Linked DNA regions of Rattus norvegicus: regions 1, 2 and 4 are each linked to region 3. Evidence: chromatin contacts called from public Hi-C data. All regions are on one chromosome and are shown on one strand. Each heading gives the region's core, a stretch centred on a gene start, on an enhancer-like site or on the middle of the called end of the contact. The rest is flanking DNA. Distances are from core to core; before and after follow the strand shown.

Region 1 (4,996 bases), core at 2,442-4,941, 930 kb after region 3:
AAGGTGGGGATCTTGTGTTTAAGACATTCCTTAGCATGAAAAAAGTCTTTTGCTTTTTCTGAGTTAATGGTCAGGCAGACATGGTCACTCATTCTTTAAACTATCAGACAGTTAAACTCCTTGAACCTTAGCACATCTACTTGCATCCCTGTTTTAGGAAGGAGAGGTGCTTTCTTTAACATACCCAAACAGCACAAGGCCTGAAAATAATTCCTTTTCGTTACAAAGTTAGCAGCACTCACTGTGCTGCAGTGAGCCATAAAGGTCAAAGAAATTTTAATCTCCACCAGACCTAACCATTGTAATTTTGGGGCTGGGGATATTTCTTGAATTTGGCATCATCCAATTTACACACCAGATATAACAGAATATTGCAAGGTAGAGGTCAAAGCCTTCCTTGTAGAGCCAGCAATCATCGAGTATAATCTCAGTTGTGTGGAGCAGATGGGAGCCAATCACAGAAGCCAGAATGAAGGCAGTAGCAATTACACCCCAAGTTCTAGTGCCAAAAAGAACAGGACAGCCTCAATTATTCACCCCAGATCCAGAATCAGCCCCAGCACAATCCATGCACACTGGAGAAGTGTCATTCGAGGAAGTCTGCTGCAAACTCACGGACTCATTTGAAAAATTGTAAAACAAACCAGAGAGAGTTGCTGTATTTATGACCCCAGCACAAGGGTCAGAAGAGGAATTCTTGGAGCTAGTGAAGACCGACTTCTCAACATTGCTGTGAATGGGTCCCCAGAGGAAAAGGGAATAGAAAGTGGCTATAATTTCATCTTGCTCACTTGAAATTATGGGGTGGTATTTATAGTTCTGCTCTAGCTGACTGACAGGAATGCTTTCCCTGGGAGAGCAGGATGCTTTTTCCTCTAAGGGAAGAGAATGTTCAAGAAACTCATGGTATTCAGTGAGGAAGGGGAGTGTGGACCTCTGAGGAAGATATCTGCATTGATAGAAACTCATGGTAAGACTTAATGCTAAGCTGGAGTCTTGTGCTCTGGGTACCCCTGAAACCCAACGTAGAAACTCACTAACTGTTGGACACCAGGAGCTGGTGACAAAGACTGTCACCAAGAATTGTCTGCATTTACTGAAATCTGTCCACATGACTGCAAAGTGGGGTTTTTACAAAGTATATGCACTCTGTACAAGACAACCCCACAAGTAATTGTGCTGAGGGTAAGGCCAATAATCCTCTTTCGGTTGCTAAGCACAACTAATTGGTAGGTAAAATCCATATCTGTAAGCGACTAATAGAGTTGAAACTTGGAGAGATGTACTCCCAGTGACCTGTAACTCCAAATACTTTGGAGTGAATGTCAATGATTATAGTAATAACTTCATCCCAGAAATTGTTTTTGTTTTTCTTTTGGTTAGGTTTTCTGGCTAGTCATGTGATCATTAAGTAAAAATTGATGCATGCACTATAATACATGCTTGATACAGTTGTTAAAATGCATTGAATTAATAAATACAATGAACTAGAATAAATTCTGAGGGAGAACTAGTTGTAAAGGGAAAAATTATGTAAAATTTCCTGCTATTGAAAATCCGAGCTTTTACATACAACCCCAGGACTTGGGAAAAGATGCAGACGATCAGAAGTTCAAAGGTCATATCAGTTGTCATACAGGTTAGCATTTGTTTACTTGATACAAAGTCCAGTCATGTAGGACAAGGCAAACTCAACCGAGGAATTTCCGGCATCAGAGGCATTTAGCATGAGGATATACCTCTGGGGGCACTGTCTTAATTACTAAGTGCTGTAGAAGAGGTGAGCCCACTGTGAGCAGGGTCATCCCTGTACAGGTATGCCTTGGCTGTATTTAAAAAGCTTCTGAGCAATCCAGAGGGAGCAAGCCAGTTAGGAGTATCCTGAGTGCTCTCTGCTTCAGTTCCTGTGCTGAACTCCTATCCAGGCTTCCCTCTGTGAGAGACTGTAACTTCTGAACTGCAGTAAACCCATTCCTCCCAAATGTTGCTTGTGGCCTTAGATAAAAGAAAACTAGAATAGCTACACAGAGAGTTCTAGGCCACCCAACATTCCAGAAGCTCCTGTCTCAAACAAAAGTATTTTCATTACAAATAAAAAAATACTATGATACATATGTTACATTAAATATATAACTGGATAACAAATAAAATTATGTTAATTTTTTGCCAAACAGTATATTGAACTTTCCTATGCAAAATGCTCTCATTAGGATACTATCATGGAATAAATCACGTATAGGGTTCTTGGGGGAGAGTCCCAGGGTAAGATGAAAGCAGTCATGCTTTTTTTTTTTTTATAAAATATGTAATCATGCACTAACTTATGTTACATACATATTGGGTATAAAAGCATCATGATAAGTGGACATATTTAACACTGGATTCCCAGGCTACATATGAAATTCCAAGGCACTGAAAATAGTAAGACATTTCACCTATGAAACCATAATGATGTATATTTGTAATGTAAACCTTTTCTCTCAAAATAGTATTCAGTGATTGCCAAACTCCATGCGGTGAGCCACTGGCCTGTGCTTTGCTGAAGATATTACTGAGTATTGGAGCAATAACTAGAGCTCATCTACACATTAGACTGCAATTGTCCCTATGCTCACTGTGTGTAAGGATTGTTTGGATAGTGACTTACTTATTCACATATACTTCCAGATGTGTCCCAGCTGTTTCAAATGTAAAATTTATCTTTGTTCTCTCTTTCCTTTTTGGTGGAGCCTGGGCCCATGAACATACTAACACTTGCTCTACCATTAAATTCATTCCTCGTCCACTTTTCTTTACTCTTGTTTTTCCCTGTTTTCTTTTCTTGCCTTTTCTTCTCTCTTCTCTTTTCCTTTCAATTTCAAGGCCACAGTCTTTGCTGAAAAGTCCAAAGAATCCTACTTAATTTGATGTAACAGTTTCATGAGCCCAAAGCAGGAGGTTCTTTGATCTGATTTAGGCAGAAATGACATATGGTGAAACTCTTTGTTTAACACCAGACTCAGAAGTTTGTGTGGGCACATGAAATTGGACATGATACTAAGGAAGCTGACCCAGGGGAAATCACAAATTCTAGGGCTGCCTGGACTATAGAGTAAGTTCAATGTCAGCCTTTCTGAAATCCCATCTCAAAACAGTAATTTTGAAAAGACAAAAAGAAAGGAAACACATTTGTGAGTGCTGTGTCAACACATCTAAATAATGCTATTTGGAGATAGCAGAATTTGGGGCAGGGGGCAGATGGACACATTCAATATTATGGGGGCCTTGCACACAGAATTATACAGGGAAGAGGTGGGGCTCACCCCATTTGCTTTTTCTGGTTAGAACAAAGGATATTGTGTATGACCTGCTTTCATTACAGGTTCTTTTAAAAATGTTTGAAAACAGTAGATGGTATGAAATATAGCCATGGCAGAAAATATCTTGGTCGTGAAGCCCAGTGAATGCATGCCCACTGGGATAGATTTGAATGGACCTGTGTCTTGTGGACTAATTTCCTATATGGTGCAGTGTATGCACTGTGACATAGCATTATTCTGTTCTGTGCATATTTTTAAAAGCATCAAATTTATAATGATCTGGCTCCATGTGGCTCATATAATACAAAATAGGGTTAAATGAAGTGGTTCTTGAAGTAATGTTGACCTTTGGGAATTGTTTGGCAATGACTGTAGACATACTTGGCAGCCACAGTGGGAAAATACTGGCATTTAGTGAATGCAGACTAATCAGCAACAGACTTTAACACAGCTTTTCACAAGTCTATGAGATCATGTACTTATGCATACATGTTTCATAAATTTCTGTAGTCGATAATGATGAACAAAATATCCACATGAGAGAGGCCATCGGACTAGCACTCAAGGACAGGAAAGTCACAGCAAACTGTTGAATATTAACAAGGTTGTTGATCACATAGTCTGTGGAACACCGATGCTGACAAATAGCACAGGACGTGGCCAATACTGAAGTTTCTCTGAAAAAGCAGTTAAAGAACATTCTGGAAAAGTATACAACGGTGGCTTTCTCCTCACATGCAAAGATCTTGCACCCATATAGAAAAGCACTGAGTATGTTTTAAGTCACTAAGTCCACTGGACAGGCAGTAACAAAAGCTGTCTTTGTTCTCTAACATCTAATTTCCTTCTATTCAGATTTCCCAAATACAGAAATGCTATAATTTGTATTTTAGGTAACCTTTCTCTTCCTGGCTTAACTGTGTAGTCCAATACCACATGAGACGCACTCATATTGAACAGAAGAGAATTGTTCCTGGCTGACTGTAATTTAGATTCATGTTTAATAGAGGATTCTGCATTTGGCTCTAGTGCCCACACTGAAGCTGCCTGGCTGACTTTCAGTGGATAGAATCGCAGCAGCCCATACAATCAAACCTTCTTGCTCACAGGATACTGGGAGGAAGATTCCTGTTGGGTAGCTCTCAGCTCAGGAGAGTAAGCAAAGCCCTTTGCATTCTTTTGGTCCATGCTCGAAGCATGGCTTCCAAATTAACTTTGGTGGTTGATTCTCTTCTGTCAACCTAGAAAGGCAGTCTGACAAGGTGAGGGTGAGAACAAGCTTAGACTCGGCATGGCATTCATGTGGCCCACCTTTCATCAACTAGACTCAAGATTCCTGACCACACTCACCTGGTCACTGTAAAAAGAGGAGCAAGGTCACAAGAAGCAAATGAGTACTTGGACCTTTCTACAACCATGCTGGATATAGCCCAGCAATATAAGAACAGCATCAATGAAAGGGTTTCACATCTACATTCAAGAAAAGTGACATTTTTAAAAGGATGAACAAAAGGAAAATATTATCTAAGATAGGTCAACAGAGACACAGCTGTGTGGTCTCTATATACTAAACCATCACTCTTCACAGAAATGTATACTCAAGCAGGATCTTGTTCTATTTACCAGTTCAGGCTCAGCCACCCTTAGTAGAGAACAATCCTTCTCTCCCGAGAATTTCCTTCTAGTTATACCACCAA
Region 2 (4,993 bases), core at 384-2,883, 780 kb after region 3:
TCCTATACCCCACCCCCAGAAAAAAACAGGTGCAATGATTAGTTTTAATTGTCAACTGATACAATCTGGAATCCTTTTGGAAGGGTATCTTGATGACAATTGTCTAGGTAAAGTTGAAGAGTGGGCCATTTATCTTGATTAATGAGATCTCACTTTGGGTGGTGTCATTCCCTAGGTAAGGGACCCTGGGTTGTATAAGAGAGAAATTGGGCTGCACACTAATACATGTGCCTTAAGTCATTGCTCTCTGCTCTTTAATGTGGATGTAATGTGACTAGTTGTTGCAAGTTCCTGCTTTCTTAACATCCCTGTGATGATGAACGGAGACTTGTGAAAGAGAAAAAAAAAGTCCTTTTGCCTTTATACTGCTGGGCATTTTTTTCCCTGAGATTCATTTTCTGTTGTGTTATTAATACAATACCCTTCAACAACAAAAAAAGATTACTAATAGACATAAAGACACTAAAGACTTTATAATAGGAAACAAAAGCTTGATTTTTTTCTTTCCTTAATAGTAACTGTTACTTAGAAATAAAAAGTTTAACACAAGCGATTGTAGAAATCGCTCAAAGTCTAAGAGCGCTTGCTACTCTTTCAAATGACCTTAGTCTGGTTCCCACTATACATACTGGGCTGTTACAACTGCCTATAAGAGTGTCAGGGTATGTAATAACCTTTTCATACTCAATGGACACCTGTACACACCTGGTATGTGCTCACAGAAACATGCATATACACATAGATAAAACACACAGCTGGGCATGGTGATCTTGCCCTCAGAATACACAGGTAGGCTGATCTCTGTGGATTCCAGGCAATCCTAGTCTACACAACAAGTTTCAGGCGAGACAGAGCTACACAGCAAGAACCAATAACTAAATATCTTAAAAAAATAAAATTTAACATATATATCACTACGATTTAAAATCTAATTTTATTAAAATCCTAAACAAATTAGTCCTCATATATGTAAACATGTATGCTTGTAAATTACATATTTTTGTCACACAGAAATGGGATTTTTTTCAATGCAAGATGGCCTCTTAGTTGTCTATATTTTTAAGAAATAGTCTGCCAGACCTGCTGGTGCCCAGGTGGTCGAGGCAGGGGATTTGTAAAAAATCAGAGGCATTGTGGAATACAGTATGAGTTTGAGGATCGTCTTAGAAACTGAGTAAGACTCTGCTTTAAAAAAAATTAAAGAGAAACGAAAGTAAAAGTAATACTGTAACAGAGCTCAGTAACAGTACCCTTGCCTAGCTAGCACACATGGGAGACACCCTGGATTCAGTAATTCGTAAAATATGAGTAGCCTATTTCCTACAAACAGCAGGGTGTATTATCTTAAGACCTTCCATCCTCGATAATTGGATTGTTTTTATTACTGTAGTTTATTGTTGAGACTGACTTAGCTGATGTTTATAACTGGCCACTTAGAATGCCCTATTCTTCAACATGACCTCTGTGGAAGGGCTCCCTTGGCAGCCAAGTGCTGTTTCAAAGTAATGTACCGACAAGATAAGAATAATCAACTTAAATATTTATTTGAACTCTCCTCAAAATAATTCCTTATGAGACTCAAAGCTGAAAAACAAAATGTCCTGAACAAGTGCAGACACACTTTGCTTTCACAACTGAACTGATCAGAGGGCATAGTGCATGGGTCATGACCGCTGTGTCCAGGGCATAGCAGACTGTGTATCTGCAGCTTTGATGTGGATTTATGCTTCCAGATGAAGTTTTATCTTTGCTACCAGATATTTATAGACACATATGTGAATACAAGTACATCTATGTCATATATATGTAAGTCAAGAATATCTATAAAATCTACATCTGCACTTCATTGCTTAACATAATAACCACAACTATTTATCACTTAGAATGAAGAGTTGATTGTGGCTTTTGTTTGATAATTGCCAGTAGAGAAGATATTGAAACTGTTGTAAAAATATGTTAGTAGTTAAATTGCTTGTCTAACACATATGTCTAACACATGCGCCATCCCCAGCACAACAGAAACTAGGCGTGGTGGCAGATGCTTGAATTCTGAGCATTCACTTGAGAAGTGGAGGCAGGATAATCATAAACTCAAGATTATCTTTGATTATATATTGGGATTGAGGCCAGTATAAGCAACATTAGACAGTGTCTCTTTCTTCCATATACCAGATAATTTAGTTTAGAATCCACAGTTTTTGCATATAGTATTACAGGAATTCTTCATGTAGAAATTAGCTATTATAAATCACATGACAGATTACCATTCAAACTATTTGGAGAAAAAATTCACGAAATGACTATGTAGATATTTATATTTAATTTATATTTAAATTCCATCAGCCTTTTCAGTGGACTCATTAGCATGCCTGGCAAGTGGGAACAGAGTGTAGACTGCTGTAGTCTCACTGGTGTTGGAAAGGAAACGGTAAATGGGGCACCAGATGCCCTTACAATGTGCAACTATTAGAGTCAGCCTTTGCTTTCACATAGGAACTACCTGCTCTGCCATGCATTTTCTGCTCTGTGATGCATGTACTTCCTGGTCCTTGCATTCTCATTCACCACGAGAAGCTCGGTAGACAGCAGTTCCAAGTAACTATCTAACCTTCCAGTGAAGCTGTTCCTTCTGCTTCTGGTTTTCTCTATTGTTTGTGCTGGAAGGCGCATATTTTTACTTCCCACATTCTTCCTTTCCTTGTTTTTCATAGAATGATTTAAAATATACTCCTTTTCTGACCTTTCATGCTGGCTGTTCTTCACAAAAACTGTTGTTTATGACCAATATCAAGAAATAAGTAGCTAGGGCTGGAGAGATGGCTCAATGGTTAAGAGCACTGACTGCTTTTCCAGAGGTCCTGAGTTCAAATCCCAGTAACCACATGGTGGTTCACAACCATCTGTAATGAGATCTGATGCCCTCTTCTGGTGTGTCTGAAGACAGTTACAGTGTATTTATATATAATAAATACATCTTTAAAAATAAAAAGGAAAGAAAGAGATAAGTAGCTAAATACATTCTAGTCAAAGGTAGGGTCTGGGGGAAAGGAATATCCAGGATTTTACAGGATCATTGCTATTTTTTGACACTGAGATTCTTTGTACATGATACCAATCTGTAACTATGTTTCAACACTAAAAATTTTGGGCATTTTTGTAGCTTAACAGATTGTAGAACTAAGGGAAATCCTCACATGAATTTCTGTAAATTTTACAAAATGAATTACAAAAATATAAATGGTATCTCCACCACTTGCAAAGCTCTGCTGTATGCTTTGTGGGATAAGGAAGGGCCTAGGTGGCTATGTCAAGTTCAAAGAAGTACAGTGGAGAGCAAATGATTGTCGAGATATATATATATATTTCCCTAAGTTGAAACATTCTCTCTCTGGAGCAAGAACGAGGGAGGCTTGGAAGACTCACGAAGCTCATGAAAATTACAAGACCTGGAAAATGAATGAACTTAAATAGATTAGAAAGTTTCAAGGTTCACAAGTCTTCCCCTAAGCTTATATAATCAGGAACAACAACTCCAAGAGAGGGAAGGCAAGGAACACTGGTTTCCAGGCAACCATTATATAGGGCAGGAGCCTTGAACATAGGTCTCCAGGCAATTGTTACAACAGCTAGGGTAAGAGAACCCCAGCAATTCTTTAGGGGACAGATTATAAAACAACAGTGCTACATCTGGCCTGTGAGAGACAGAGGCTTGTGGTAAAACTTAAGTTTAACACATCTCGTGAGAATGTCCTAGCATAGATGTGTGAGCCTCCTTGTTGAAAATAATTTGTTATGGAGCAAGAGAAAACTTAAAAGTCCTGACAGCAGAACATTGAAGAAATTGTGGACTGCTATACAGATCTTCCTATCCTTTTCATATATGAAAAGGTCATTTATAGTATTTTTAAAATAGAGAATTAACATACCTTTGAAATAGTTTTAGTCTGAAAAATATTTTTCCTCAAACAAAAATTATCAACTTATTGTGTATTATTTATTTTAAATCAACTAAGGGACTAAAGAAATAATGGATTTTGTAATCTTTTGTATTAAAGCATAATAAAAATATTATTCCTTTGTAATAGTCTTATTTTCTTATCGGAATATGTATCTGGAATATCTAGTGTGCCCATTACTTTATATCTGAGATTACAAAATATCTGACAAGAAGCAACTCAAAGGAGGAAGGTCTTATTTCAGTTTAGAGTTCAAGGGTACATTCCATCATGTACGGGGGGAAGTATGACAGCAGGAGTCTGAGGTGGCCAATATGTTACATCCACGTCAGGAGGCAGAGAATGGAACATGCAGGTACTTAGCTCTCCCCCTCTTTTTCAGAACACCAATTAAGGTAATGGCACTACCCACATGCAGGATGGCTAACCATGTATAGAAACTCCCTCACGGACATGGCAGAAATGTGTCTCTTCTGCAATTCCAGATCTTGTCCTTTTGACAGTATTATTCATCATATCCAGTGGTTACCTTAAATGCAAACCAGGCCAGAGACACAACAAATTATCAATTCCTATCTTGAGGGGTAATATGAAAAATAGTAGCATACAAACACTTGAGTATTATCAAATTTAAAAATTTCAAATCGTCTTTGCTTATCCAGCTAGCTGACCTTCACACTTTTTCATATGCTACTTTAAAAATGACTAATAAATAAAATCGGGGTTGTGGAGATGGAACTCAGTACTAGAAAACCCGCCTAGCGTTGTTCAATCTCTCATGCAGAAAGGAAATGAAAGGGGGAAGGGAAGTAAAGGAAGGGTGAGAGGATGGGAGAGGGAGGGACTAGGACATTATCCTTTAGTATTCCCTGCTTAGGTAAGATCTCTTCATTTGGCAAAGTACTTCTCCTAATTTTCCAGGAGTTTCTTGGGACCTGTGGTAGTTAATATTGAATGTCAGTTTGCAGACTCTATGACTACTAACAAGACAAACATCTGCAATCTGTGGGATTATCTAGACAAGATTAGCCTCTAAG
Region 3 (5,641 bases), core at 1,208-3,707:
AAGTCCCTGTGGCTAATGGATACCATTAAGAGTTCATTATCATGCTAATAGCAGTCAACACGGTGAAGGGGTGGGAACCCCGGCCGATCTGGGGTCCCTTCGCCGCCCTCGGGTTCTCCATCCCCCACCCCTCTCCGCCCCTTCTGGGCTTCCGTTCAGGGTTCAGACTTGGGACAATGGCATTTGCTTAGGGTAAGATACAGAGCTGGCCGTGCCAGACCGCCACGTCAGGCCGGTGCTGACGTCGCTGTAGAGGGATCCCCCACCTCCGCCGTGCCCCCCACCCCCACCGGGCCCGGGGCCACCGCCCCCAGGGCCGCTGCCTCCGGCGCCCGCGCCAACTGCAGCGCCCTTGCTGGCCCAGCAGCAGCGAGTACACAACGCACGCCAGGACTCCAGAGTCTTGCCGGACCAGACCCACACGCCTGATGTGATGCCCACCACTAGGCACATGAAGTACTTGAGCATGAAGACCGCGTAGTCGGGCCTGCGAGCCTGGTCTGGCTGCAGGTCGCGAAGGCATGGGCAGTTGTGCGTGGCCTCCCAGCGCGGTCGGTTGTGCTGCTCATAGAAAAGGCAGGCGACAACGACGGCGGCGGGCACCGTGTAGAGCACGGTGAAGAGGCCCAAGCGGATCATGAGCTTTTCTAGCTTGTGAGTCTTGGTTGGGCCTCCTTGTTGCTTGATGACTGAGCGGATTCGGAACAGCGACACGAAGCCAGCTAACAGAAACATAGTCCCAATGAAGAGGTAGATGACCAGTGGCGCCAGTACAAAGCCGCGTAGGTTGTCAAGGCTCTGGTTGCCCACGTAGCAGATGCCCGCCACCGGGTCGCCGTCCACGGAGCTGAGCGCCAGCACCGCTATGGACTTGACGCTGGGCACGAGCCACGCGGCAAGGTGGAAGTATTGCGAGTAGCCTGCTATGGCCTCGTTGCCCCATTTCATACCAGCCGCCAAGAACCACGTGAGAGACAGGATTACCCACCAGATGGAGCTAGCCATGCCAAAAAAGTAGACAAGGAGGAAGACTACCGTGCACAGCGCGGGGCCAGTGGTCTCATAGCGCACGTGCTGCTCCACTGCACCCAGCTCCTCGTACTCGCCGCGCGCGCCCGGGCTGCTCGCCCCCGCTCCCGCCGCCCCCGCGCCAGCGGTCGCCGCGCCGCCAGCACCCCCAGCTCCTCCTGCACCCGGCGCGCCGCCGCTGCAGGCCACTTTCTCGTGTCCAGCCACCAGGCGCACCAGGTACCCGACAGACACGAAGAGGTAGCAGGCAGAGAGGAATATAATGGGCCGTTCCGGGTACTTAAAGCGCTCCATATCGATGAGGAAGGTAGAGACAGTGGCGAAGGTGGAGACGAAGCAGAGCACCGACCACAAGCCGATCCAGAAGACAGTGAAGGCGCGCTCATCCTGGCTAAAGAAGGGGTTGTGGCAGGGCAGCGCACAGTTGGCGATCTGGCCGGTCTTGACGCGGTTGTAGAGCGGGTGGCGTTCGCTGGACACACTCACCATGGGCGCGCGGCACTGGCACCCGGGCTCGCAGGGAGCGGCGCCGCCACCAGGGGGCCTCGCCTTCCCGCCGCGAGAGGGGGGCGCAGCCGCCGTGTCCCCGCTGCCCCTACTGCTGCCGCCACGATGTGGGGGCCTGGCCCCTGGCGGGCGGCTGTGGCCGCTGCCGGAGGGCGGCTGCTCGCCAGGCTGCGGCGGCGGCAGGCGGCGCGGTGGGCTGGGCGCGGCCGTGGTGAGGTCGGTGCGGTTGTAGTCCATGCACAGAGTGTCGGGGTTGCCCTGCTCCGGCAGCCGATCGCAGCGCATTCGGTCAGGCCAGGCAAAGCCGTACTGGCGCATGAGCGGCGCGCAGCCGGCCTTGGCGCGTTCACACACAGAGCGGCAAGGCGGCAGAGGTTTCTTGTAGTCCTCCAGGCAGATGGGCGTGTACATGCTACACAGAAAGAACTTGAGGTCCGGGGAGCACTGGATCTCCACCAGCGGCCAGAACTGGTGTACCTCTAGGCCCGCCTCATCTTGCGTGTCGTGGTTGAACTGGTTGGGCATGTAGGTGTAGTTGTAACCGATGCCCTTGCACAGCGGCACTGTGATCTCTTGGCACGCCAGCTCCTTGGCCGAAGCCGCGGCAGCGCCGCTCGAGCGCTGTAGCACCGCCAAGGCGGCTAGTAGCGAGGTCACTTCCAACAGGTAACCCCACTCCATGCTGAGCGCCGGGACCCCAAGTCCTCCTTCTCCGGGCGCCGCGCAGAAGGGCTCTACGGTGAGGAACCTGAGTAAAGGGAGTGCAGGCGACCAGAAGGTCTTGTCCGGCTTTTCTCTGCCGAGAGGAGAATCTGCCAACAATTTATCTCCTTTTCAGGCAGCGTCTGTGGCAGCAGGGTCGGAAACCTAGGCAGGACTCGTCCGGCCCTCCCCCACGCCTCTCCTGGGGTGACCGCAGACGCGCCACAATTCCACAGGGTCTGTCCTGCGCCCTCTGAGTCGCACTCAGCCCTCCCGGAGCGGAGCGGTGGCCCCCGGGATCATTCTCCTGAGCTCCTGTAGGTCCTCCTGCAAGCTCAGACACTTCGTGTGGCTCCCAGCAGCGAAGGCTCAGAGGGCGCCTCAAGTTTCCTTTCTGGCTTCAGTCAAGATGGCTGTGTCTGGCCTCTAGACTCTCGGGTCAGACCTAGCGGCCCCTCTTCGGGCCCCGAGGGTTCATGTCCGTTCCAGGCCGCGCCGCCACTGCCAGAGTTCCGGGCCCTCGGCTGCTCAGGCCGCCGCCTTCTCACTCCTGCGTCGGTCCTCTTGCATCTGCAGCCACCAAAAGTCCGAGCCGCGTTCTGGCCACAGTCGGGCAGGGTGCAGGACGTGCTTTCTTGCTAGACCGACAAACAAATCCAGAGCAAAAGACAGAGGGGACACCTGAGCACCGTAGTCCCAGCCTCCTCCTCCTCCACAGGAGCTGCGCCCTTCGCCTAACTTCCCGGCTTTAGTCAGCTAGCGCCTCCAGGCCGGCTCATGAATATTTATACAGCCTGCATTTGGTCTCCTCCCTCTTCTGCTTCACCAATCCCTGCGCAACGGGGCGGAGTATCTGCGTTCTCAAGGCTCTGCCTTCCTTAAGGAAGTCCGTAGTTTTGGGACTGCTTTCCTAGCTTTGGGCGGATGGAGAGTTTGTTTTTGGTCACCATGGGGTTGACCACACGGATTGAGCATTTACTCAGACTGTCCCCAAAGAGTTCAGCGCTTCAGAGGTCTTGGTCGCATTTCTCCGAGTCTGCTCCTGGGATCTCTCCCAGGAGAGATCTCTGGAATCACCTTCCAGGGCTCTCTGAGTCAGTCTCTTGCTCCACAGACAATATCTGCGGGGTCTAGATGGTCTTGGAAGCACAGCTAGGGCTCCAAGGCTGGTCCAGATCCAGAGCTAGGGCATTTCAGGGAGAGATTTCCTCTTGGTAGTCTCATAACGAGGGCTTTTCGGACTTGGCGACTTGGTGAGATAGTAGTGAGACTTCTATTGGGGCTAGATGACCAGGTTTGGCCAAGACTGCTTGGTAGCCCTTTCCGAGTGCTAGGAGCGTGGTACATAAGTGTCCATTGCCGCATGACCTGTGGCACTTCAGTTCCTTACCTAGAAAGCGGGAGTGATCAAGCCAGATGTCATTTGGGAGGTTGATTTTTTTGGATGGGATAAAATACATAAATATATGAAAGACGTAGATCAGTTTATCCTTTCAGACACAAACATAAGCTTACCAATAAGACACACTGACTACTGCCACTGCATTCCCTACCCACGTGCTACTTTTAAGACATACACACACTCATCTACATAAAAACTTAACATGTGTTTTTGTCTGTGCCTCCCTTTCTGCTGTGAGAGGCGGGGCTGCGTGCTGTACTCAACACCCAGAACCAGAGGAGCGTTCAGCTGCTGCCAGCCCTTTCAGCGTCCACCTTAAGTAGGGAGGAGGGTGTGAGGGGCCAGGGCCTGGCAGGTTCATTTGCGCTTGTTAGGACTTCCCAGGGGGTTGTCTTTCTCCTAGAATGGAGTGTTTATTTTTTAATTGATGTGCTGTTTCATTTAGCGCTTGTATGGAACTCACGCTGCGGCTGTAATTACTGTAATCTCGGGAATAAGCATTTCAGATAGTTAGGGTGGCAGGCACTCCAGTGGCCAGCCTCTCCCTCCCACCCTTGCTCCCCCTCTCCCTCCCTCACTCTCACCCTCCCTTCCTCCTTCCCTCTCCCTCTCTCGGTCCCTCTCCCTCTCTCCCTCCGTTTTTCCCTCCCCCTCCCTCTCTCCCTGCCCCCTCCTCTGCACCCTTCCTCCTTCTCCTCCTCCGCCCTTTCCCTTCCTTCCCCTTCCTTTCCCTTCCGCCCTTTCTTTTTGTTTCAAGATTTTTGCTTTTTGTCAGATTTCATACCAGGAACAAGTGGAACTGGAGAACAAAAGTTGGGCAGGGAGTAGAGAAGAGGCGACTGCAGGTCCGTTCTAGGCTGTGCAGGTTCTTTGGCAGTGGAGTGGTGATGGTGGTGGTGGGGGAGATAGCAGTTAACGTCATTAAAACAGCCTTGTGGCAAAACAAAATTAGCAACCATGGTGTATTGTGAGTTATAGTACTCTGTCTTCCTCCTCTTCGCTGCAGTTCAATGCAACAGCCTCTTAGGAATAGTGCCTTCTGGTGACCCACAGGACACCGCCCCTTCGGTCCCCCTCTAGTGCCCGCCCCCCCCCCCCCCCCGCAGCCTTTTGCTCTCCCATCCAAGATTGCTGGGTTAATAGATAACCACTATCTTTTATTTATTTATTTATTTATCATTTTAATGTTGACATTTACTTAGCAGTCTCTTATAGTGAAAGTAACACTTCCTACTCTTGGAAACAAGAGCTAAAACTCCTTAGAATCCGGAATTCAATGCTTCCGTGAAGTTAGCTGATTCAGCAGAAAATCGGCCAGGAGAATAAGCCAAGTCGGTCTTTTACTTTGTTGTTTGCTTTTCAGTCGATTCTTCCCTCCTCCGAGTTCCATTGTGTGAGTTCAAACTTGTAAAGTCACCCTTTCTCTGCGTTTCCTGGGTACGCACAGGGCCATCCCCCAACCTTACAGGGCGGCGCAGGCACTACACTGATCCTGGGGTAATTGGGCGATCAGGGGAGGCAGCACCTCTGGTTGGAGGCGCAGGGCGGGAAGCCAGACGCCTCCCAACCTCCCCTAAAACCGCAGGTGGGAGGAGCCAACTTTCTAAAAGCTACACAAATGGTAGTTTTTACTGTTTTTCTTCAGTAGGAAAAGGTCAGATATTAAAGTTTGAAATTACAGTATAAAAGTTAGGTAAAACAAACTGATATTTGAAAACTGAGGCTGAAAATAGTTGATTTTGGCTTTTAATTGGCATTAAAAATTTTTAGAGACAAAATGAAATCTTGAGGATGTGGAATGTGGAAAGTTTGGGTAAGAATATTAAATTCACATGAAATAACAAGGAGACAGAAGTTCAGACTTTCCAAAACCATGGAGTATTTGGAGATGACTGATTTGAGACACCAAGACACATGTGAAAATTAACTGAAACTTACTTCTGAGAAAATACAACAATAACGTTTAATACTATTATTAAAGGGCTACTTATTATTTCAGGT
Region 4 (5,796 bases), core at 298-2,797, 640 kb after region 3:
GCATTTTGCTTTTTTCCATATTCTTTTAGTGTTGTGTCAATGTCTTCTAGGGTTTCTTCTACACCTGAGATTCTCTCTTCTATCTCTTGTATTCTGATAGTGCTTGCATTTGTGATTCCTGATATCTTTCCTATGTTTTCGATCTCCAGGGTTGTCTCTGTGTTTTCTTTAATGTTTCTATTTCCATTTTTAGATCCTGGACAGTTTTATTCAATTCCTTCACCTGTTTGATTGTGTTTACCTATATGTCTTTAAGAGATTTATTTGTTTCTTCTTTAAGGACTTCTACTTGTTTGCCTGTGCTCTCCTATATATTTTTAAGTGGGTTATTTATGTCATTCTTAAATTCCTCAATCATATTCATGAGATGGGATTTAAGGTCTGAATCTTGCCTTTTGTGTGTGTTAGGGTATCCAAAACTTGGTGTGATGGGAGAACTGGTTTCTGATGTTGTCAAGTAGCATTAGTTTCTGTTGCCTCTGGTCTTGAGCTTGCCTCTCACCATCTGGTTATCTCTAGTACTAACTGCCCTGCTGTCTCTGACTGGAATTTGTCCCTCCTGTGTTCCTGGTTGTGTTAGAACTCCTTGGAGTTCAGCTGTTTCTGGGATCCTGATATCCTGAAATCCTGTTGCATCAGAGCTTCTGGGAGTCAAGCTTTCTCTGGGTGTTACAGGAGTGTGTGGGCAGCCAGAGCCCTGGGTCTGTGCTGAAGACAGGTGCAAGTGGCCAGGAACCTGTGCCTCGGGATGAGGGAGATTCATATTTCCCTAGTTTCTGTGGGGGATTACCAGTGGAAAGATGTTTGTCACCTCAACTGTGATCGTGAGTATGTCAGAGCTCCAGTGATCCTGGGTGTGTGTCCGATCCTCTGGGAGTTGAGCTTCCTCTGTGATCCTGTGATCCTGGGCATTTCAGAACACCTGGGAGTCAGACTTTCTCCAGGTATTGTAAGTGTAGGTGTGGAGCTAAGCCACTGGTCTGCTTCTGTGCAGGTTCAAACAGGAAGGAAGATTTTTACCCTTCTAATTCATGTGACAATGTATAACAAAGGTAATTTAAGGCTTGAGGTGTTTGATTTGGCTCATAGTTCTTGGACTTATCATGGCAGGGACACCTTAGTGGTGATATCACGGCAACAGGAGCTTGAGGTAGCTGGTCACATTTTACTAAGTCAGGAAGCAGAGAGACATGGATATTGTTGCTCAACTCACTCTCTCCTTTTTATTAAGTACAGGATTCCAGATTGTAGTATAGCGTAGCGTAGCGTAGTGAAAGACTCTGCTCATCTGAAAACACTGGATATCATCTGAGGTCATTTCCCTTCTCTCAAGTTCCAACATCACAAGGGTCAGTTTCTGTGCTATGAATGGTCAGGTGGTACTCATTTTTGTTTTGTGACTCTGTAAGTATGTACCTGTAGAAAGGTCACAAGTCAACCTTGGGTTCTTTTCCTCAGGAGCCTCCTACCTTGTTTGAGGAGACAGTGTCTTTTCATGGCCTACAGTGTTACTATGGGAATGGCTGGCCAATGAGTACCAATGGTCTCACCACTAGGATTGCAAGTTTGTGCACCACTATCCCTGGCTTTTTTATGTAGATTCTGGAGATGAAGCTTGGTTCTCCTACTTGTAAGGCAAGCACTTTACTGACAACTATCTTCTCAGGCCTAGGGGATTCCCATTTTTAAAAGGATTTAGCATGCGGCTTTCTGAATTTTTGCTCTCAATCTGAACATGCTGAGGCCCAGGTTGAGGCTGCATTCCCTGTTTTAGGTAGACTAGAGGAGCTTTCTTGTTTTGTTAAAAGCATTGTGAATTTACCACAGTCTGTCTAGCCACATTCCAGGAAATCCTTCTATAGCCTTGCTCCTGAGGAATCCAGGCTGCCTTAACAATGACTCTCTTGTTGTCTTGAAACACTGGTGGCCACAGACAGCAAGCATAGCATGACCCATACTTAGGAAGCCTAAATCTATTCACAGCATACTTTGGAATAATTTAATGCTAGACCAAATTTGTTTTTCAGTGGTTGCCATAGAAATCTACTATATTTAGGGAGTTTATATTGGGATATCTGACAGGTGACCTAAACCAGACTATTGAGTAGAGAGGTAATAATTCTAATGCATAAGAGTTAATGCAGGCAGAATGGGCAGAACTTCTAAAACAACATGGCTTCTGTTCTGGCTTCTGTCAGGACAACATTCCAAAAAGAGAGAGCATGTTCAATCCCAGTCTCTCTTTCTTGTGGGGTTTCTGAGGGTGTTCCCTTCCACATCTGCTAGACCATCAGAGAGCAGGGAAGATGCTATTTTCTCATTAGCTGTGCATGTCCTCATTGTGTTCTACTTGAAGAAGTATTGGGAAGACAATGTTCAAAATCCCTATATTATATAGAGATTTCATTTTAAACTAGAAGATGCCTTAAGGAAAACAAATTGAAATGCAGGTTAATTTTAATTGGTATCTTGAATTCAACTTTGGTGCTAGGGATGTAGCTCAGTTGGTAGTAGGTTTGCCAGACATGCATGAAGCTATGGCTTTGAGCTCTAGCACCACAAAACCAAACATCCTACTTCACACCTACAATCCCAATATTACTAACATGGCAAATGGACAAGGTGTGATGTTTCACGCCATCTTGTGCTTCCTAGGGAGTTCAAGACACGTCAGAGGAATATGAGGTCTGTCTCAAAAATTATTTTTCACCGGCATTTAGGAATTATTACCATTGGATACTCATGTTTATCTGAATAACTGTAAAGCATACTCCTTTTGTAGGTATCTACAGGGTGACTTGAATGTACTTTAGTCAGTCACAGTAGAAACACTAAGACCACTTCTCCACTTTTTTTTAAGTTAGTTATTTCTCAAACATTGTATAACATGGGTTAATATGTTTTTATGGAGGTCTGTCACTGATGTTTCTAAATAACTTAATAGCATAAATATTTTAAAATGCTCTCTATGCTCATTTCAAATTTGGTGATTATCAATACCTAAAATTCACACCAGTACGAGCTCTCTGCAGTCCTCAAATTTGTATAAAAAAAACTTCAAACAGTTCTGGTATTCATTGATTTAAGTAAACAGTGCACAAAGGACCAGAGGGAGCACTTAGAGGTGGGGGGATTAAAGGCACCTTGATTGAAGCTAAAGTAGACATTGTTTGTTAACCTGGTATGGAGAGATCAGGGATAGATGGATGGAATTTATAGAGGAGAGGTGGATCTGGCAGACACCTTTCACACTGGCACTCAGGAAGTCCAGAGAAGATGGCATTGTTTTAAAAATGCATGTGCTTATTCTAGTACAAGACTGCAGGCACCTGTGTCATAGTGTGTGGAGGTCAGGAAACAGCCTTGGGAATAGATTCTAGCCTATTTTTTTTAGAATATGCTTTCTTGCTATCCCTTATGCACTTGCACACACTAGGCTAGCTTACCTGAAAGCTTCTCTTCTCTATTCTTCTCCACTTCCTACCTCACCCAGAATCCTGGGATTGCGGACTCACAGCTATTGAAGCCTTCGAACAGGAGTTCTAGGGACCAGAATTCAGCTCCTGGCAGATTCTCTATCCACTAAGCTACCTCCCCTGTCTATGGATCATGATTTTGATGCAGTCTAGGTTATGTAGAGAGAACCTATCTCAATTCTTTTTCTCTAAGAAAGAGGGAAAAAGCCAGTGGGCTAAATTGTATGAAAATTTGAGGCTTTAAACAAGAGAGGAAAGGTGACAAGCAAATGTCTGAAAGAAAATAGTATATAAAATAAACATTTTCATGTACTTATAATAAAAATCATATACCATATATGTCTAGACATGAGACTGTGGCTGTTCTATACCTTGTGTGCTTAGGATGCATGACTTTGTGGAGAAAAATTGGAGGCCTCTTCTGCTCCACTCTCCCAGCTAGTATAATGTATAAAATTGAGTTAGCTCCTGGGGACTGTGAAGCATTATAAGCTTGGCGAAGGTATTCCTCCCTCAAGCTGAACTCTATAACCTTGCTCATATACATAGCGCAAATCACCACATTTTATAGTTAGTAATGAAACCTTTATATTCAATCCATGATAAATATGTATATGTGCATATTATGTACATTGTATACAGGTATAATTCAATTCTGAGAATATTTTCCATTTTCTTCTGAAAAACTATTTTGAATATGTGCCTTTATATATTGCTTCAATCCTGTTTGTACTATGCAAATGATGTAAAGAATGAATTGTTTGGAGATCTGTGAATGTGGCTTGGTTATAGAGTGATCATCCAGCCTTACAGAAGCCACGGGGTGACTCAGCACTTCATAGACCAGGGCTGGTTGTATACACCTGTAAACCCAGTACTTGGAGGTAGAGGCAGAAAGAACAAAGTTCGGATTCATCTTCACTACATAGAAAGTTCGAAACTTGTCTGAACAACTTGATACTCTGTCTCAGAAAAAAAAGGAATAACTTTTTAGTATACAGAAAAAATTCTGTGGAAGCAATTTAAGATAGACCCCTGATGTGAACGAGGTTTGTTTTTTTTTTAAGCTATGACTGGCAATATTCACTGTCTTTTCCCTTCGTGTGTTTTACAGTTTGTTTCCTTGGTGTTTAAACAGTTATTCCTTGATATTTTTGCCCCAGCAGTGAAAATAGATGACGGTGAAAACATGAATAAAAAATGAGTCTTTTTACATGGAACTTTTAGATTTTGGTTTTCCATTAATGATTAATAAGTGTTTACAAATCAGCTTTCTGCTGCACATGGCTATTGGACCTACACGGGCTGCTGTTTCAGGTCAGGCTGAAGAAGGCACTCAAGGTCACATGGGTTCTCACAGCCTGTGGGTCTCAGGGAGAGAAAGGCAAGACTAGCTGGTCCTGAAATGCTGGTGTCTACTCTAGATCACAAGGATGGCAAGGTGATAGCCCCTGTGTGGAAGTGGCAAGGAAATGAAAGGGTAGAAGAGATGCTGAAAACAATTTGTACTGCTTTGGGGGGAAGATCAAAAGAGTTAGTCAGTTCCTTTTAAAATGTCTATCTGTTGTCCATCCATCCATTCACCCACTCATTCATGTGCTTGCAAGTATGTATGTAGTGTATTAACATGTGTGCATGTGTGCGTGCGTATGTAGGTGCATACCCACAAATGTGTGCAGAGTTCAAAGGAGGACATTGGGGGGTCCTCCTCTACTGTTCTCTGCCTTATTCCTTTGAAACAGGGTTTCTAATGGAACCTAGAGCTAGGCCAGGAGACAGCAAGACCCAGGAATATTCTGGTCTCTGCCTTCCACAGTGCTGGGATTATAGGCATGCATATTATGTGCTGATTTTTATTTGAATGCTTGAGATCCAAAGTCATGTCCTCAGGCTTGCATACTAAGCCTTTTACCCATTGAGTATCTCCTCAGACTAGCTGTCAGAGTTGATGATATTCTTAAGGATACATGGATAGTTAATAACTTTCTATTACTCAGCCTGAGATGTTTATGTCAAAATGTATTATTTCCAAAATTTTCTTACATTTTTAGATCTGATGGTAATTATTCCTTCCTGTATGCAGTGGAGCTGTTTTTAAATAAATGCTGAAATGTTGGGTCCTGTTTTCCACAGGAGGCAAAGAGCTCTGTGAATTTTTAGAACCTTGTCCTGGATGATTTTAGGTCAACTTGATATGAGGTATCTGAAATGAGAGAATCTCAATTAAAGAAATGCCTCCATAAGATCAGGCTGTAAGTAGACAAGCCTGTAAGAAATTTTATTAATTAGTGGTTTCAATGGGAGAAGGCTCCGCCATTAT

What was found. Hi-C and Micro-C count contacts between places; a contact is called where the count stands out from the background.
Region 1: a contact with region 3 is called in a Hi-C map of liver, with 3 times the contacts expected there. The contact joins the enhancer-like site here to the promoter of Fzd8 in region 3. A contact is called at or near these places in 2 of 12 Hi-C or Micro-C datasets (frontal cortex and liver).
Region 2: a Hi-C map of liver shows a contact between it and region 3, with 5 times the contacts expected there. The contact joins the enhancer-like site here to the promoter of Fzd8 in region 3. A contact is called at or near these places in 3 of 12 Hi-C or Micro-C datasets (kidney and liver).
Region 4: a contact with region 3 is called in a Hi-C map of the A7r5 cell line, with 6 times the contacts expected there. The contact joins the enhancer-like site here to the promoter of Fzd8 in region 3. A contact is called at or near these places in 2 of 12 Hi-C or Micro-C datasets (the A7r5 cell line and Schwann cells).

What each region holds. Positions count from the first base shown.
Region 1 is chr17:61,075,201-61,080,196 of GRCr8, reverse strand. No RefSeq gene overlaps it. Among named protein-coding and RNA genes, the nearest start is that of Wac, 460 kb to the right of the region's middle. Within about 2 kb of position 3,691, at least 5 of the 93 cell types and tissues checked have an H3K27ac peak or open chromatin away from gene starts, as enhancers often do. A contact at or near this core is called in liver, where this site is marked.
Region 2 is chr17:61,229,676-61,234,668 of GRCr8, reverse strand. No RefSeq gene overlaps it. Among named protein-coding and RNA genes, the nearest start is that of Wac, 610 kb to the right of the region's middle. Within about 2 kb of position 1,633, at least 4 of the 93 cell types and tissues checked have an H3K27ac peak or open chromatin away from gene starts, as enhancers often do. A contact at or near this core is called in liver, where this site is marked.
Region 3 is chr17:62,006,810-62,012,450 of GRCr8, reverse strand. It overlaps Fzd8 (frizzled class receptor 8), which reads right to left and starts at 2,457. Exons shown (of 1, transcript NM_001044251.2): 1 at 1-2,457. The coding sequence starts at 2,217. The coding sequence ends at 163.
Region 4 is chr17:61,365,617-61,371,412 of GRCr8, reverse strand. No RefSeq gene overlaps it. Among named protein-coding and RNA genes, the nearest start is that of Trnaa-agc37, 520 kb to the left of the region's middle. Within about 2 kb of position 1,547, at least 6 of the 93 cell types and tissues checked have an H3K27ac peak or open chromatin away from gene starts, as enhancers often do. A contact at or near this core is called in the A7r5 cell line, where this site is marked.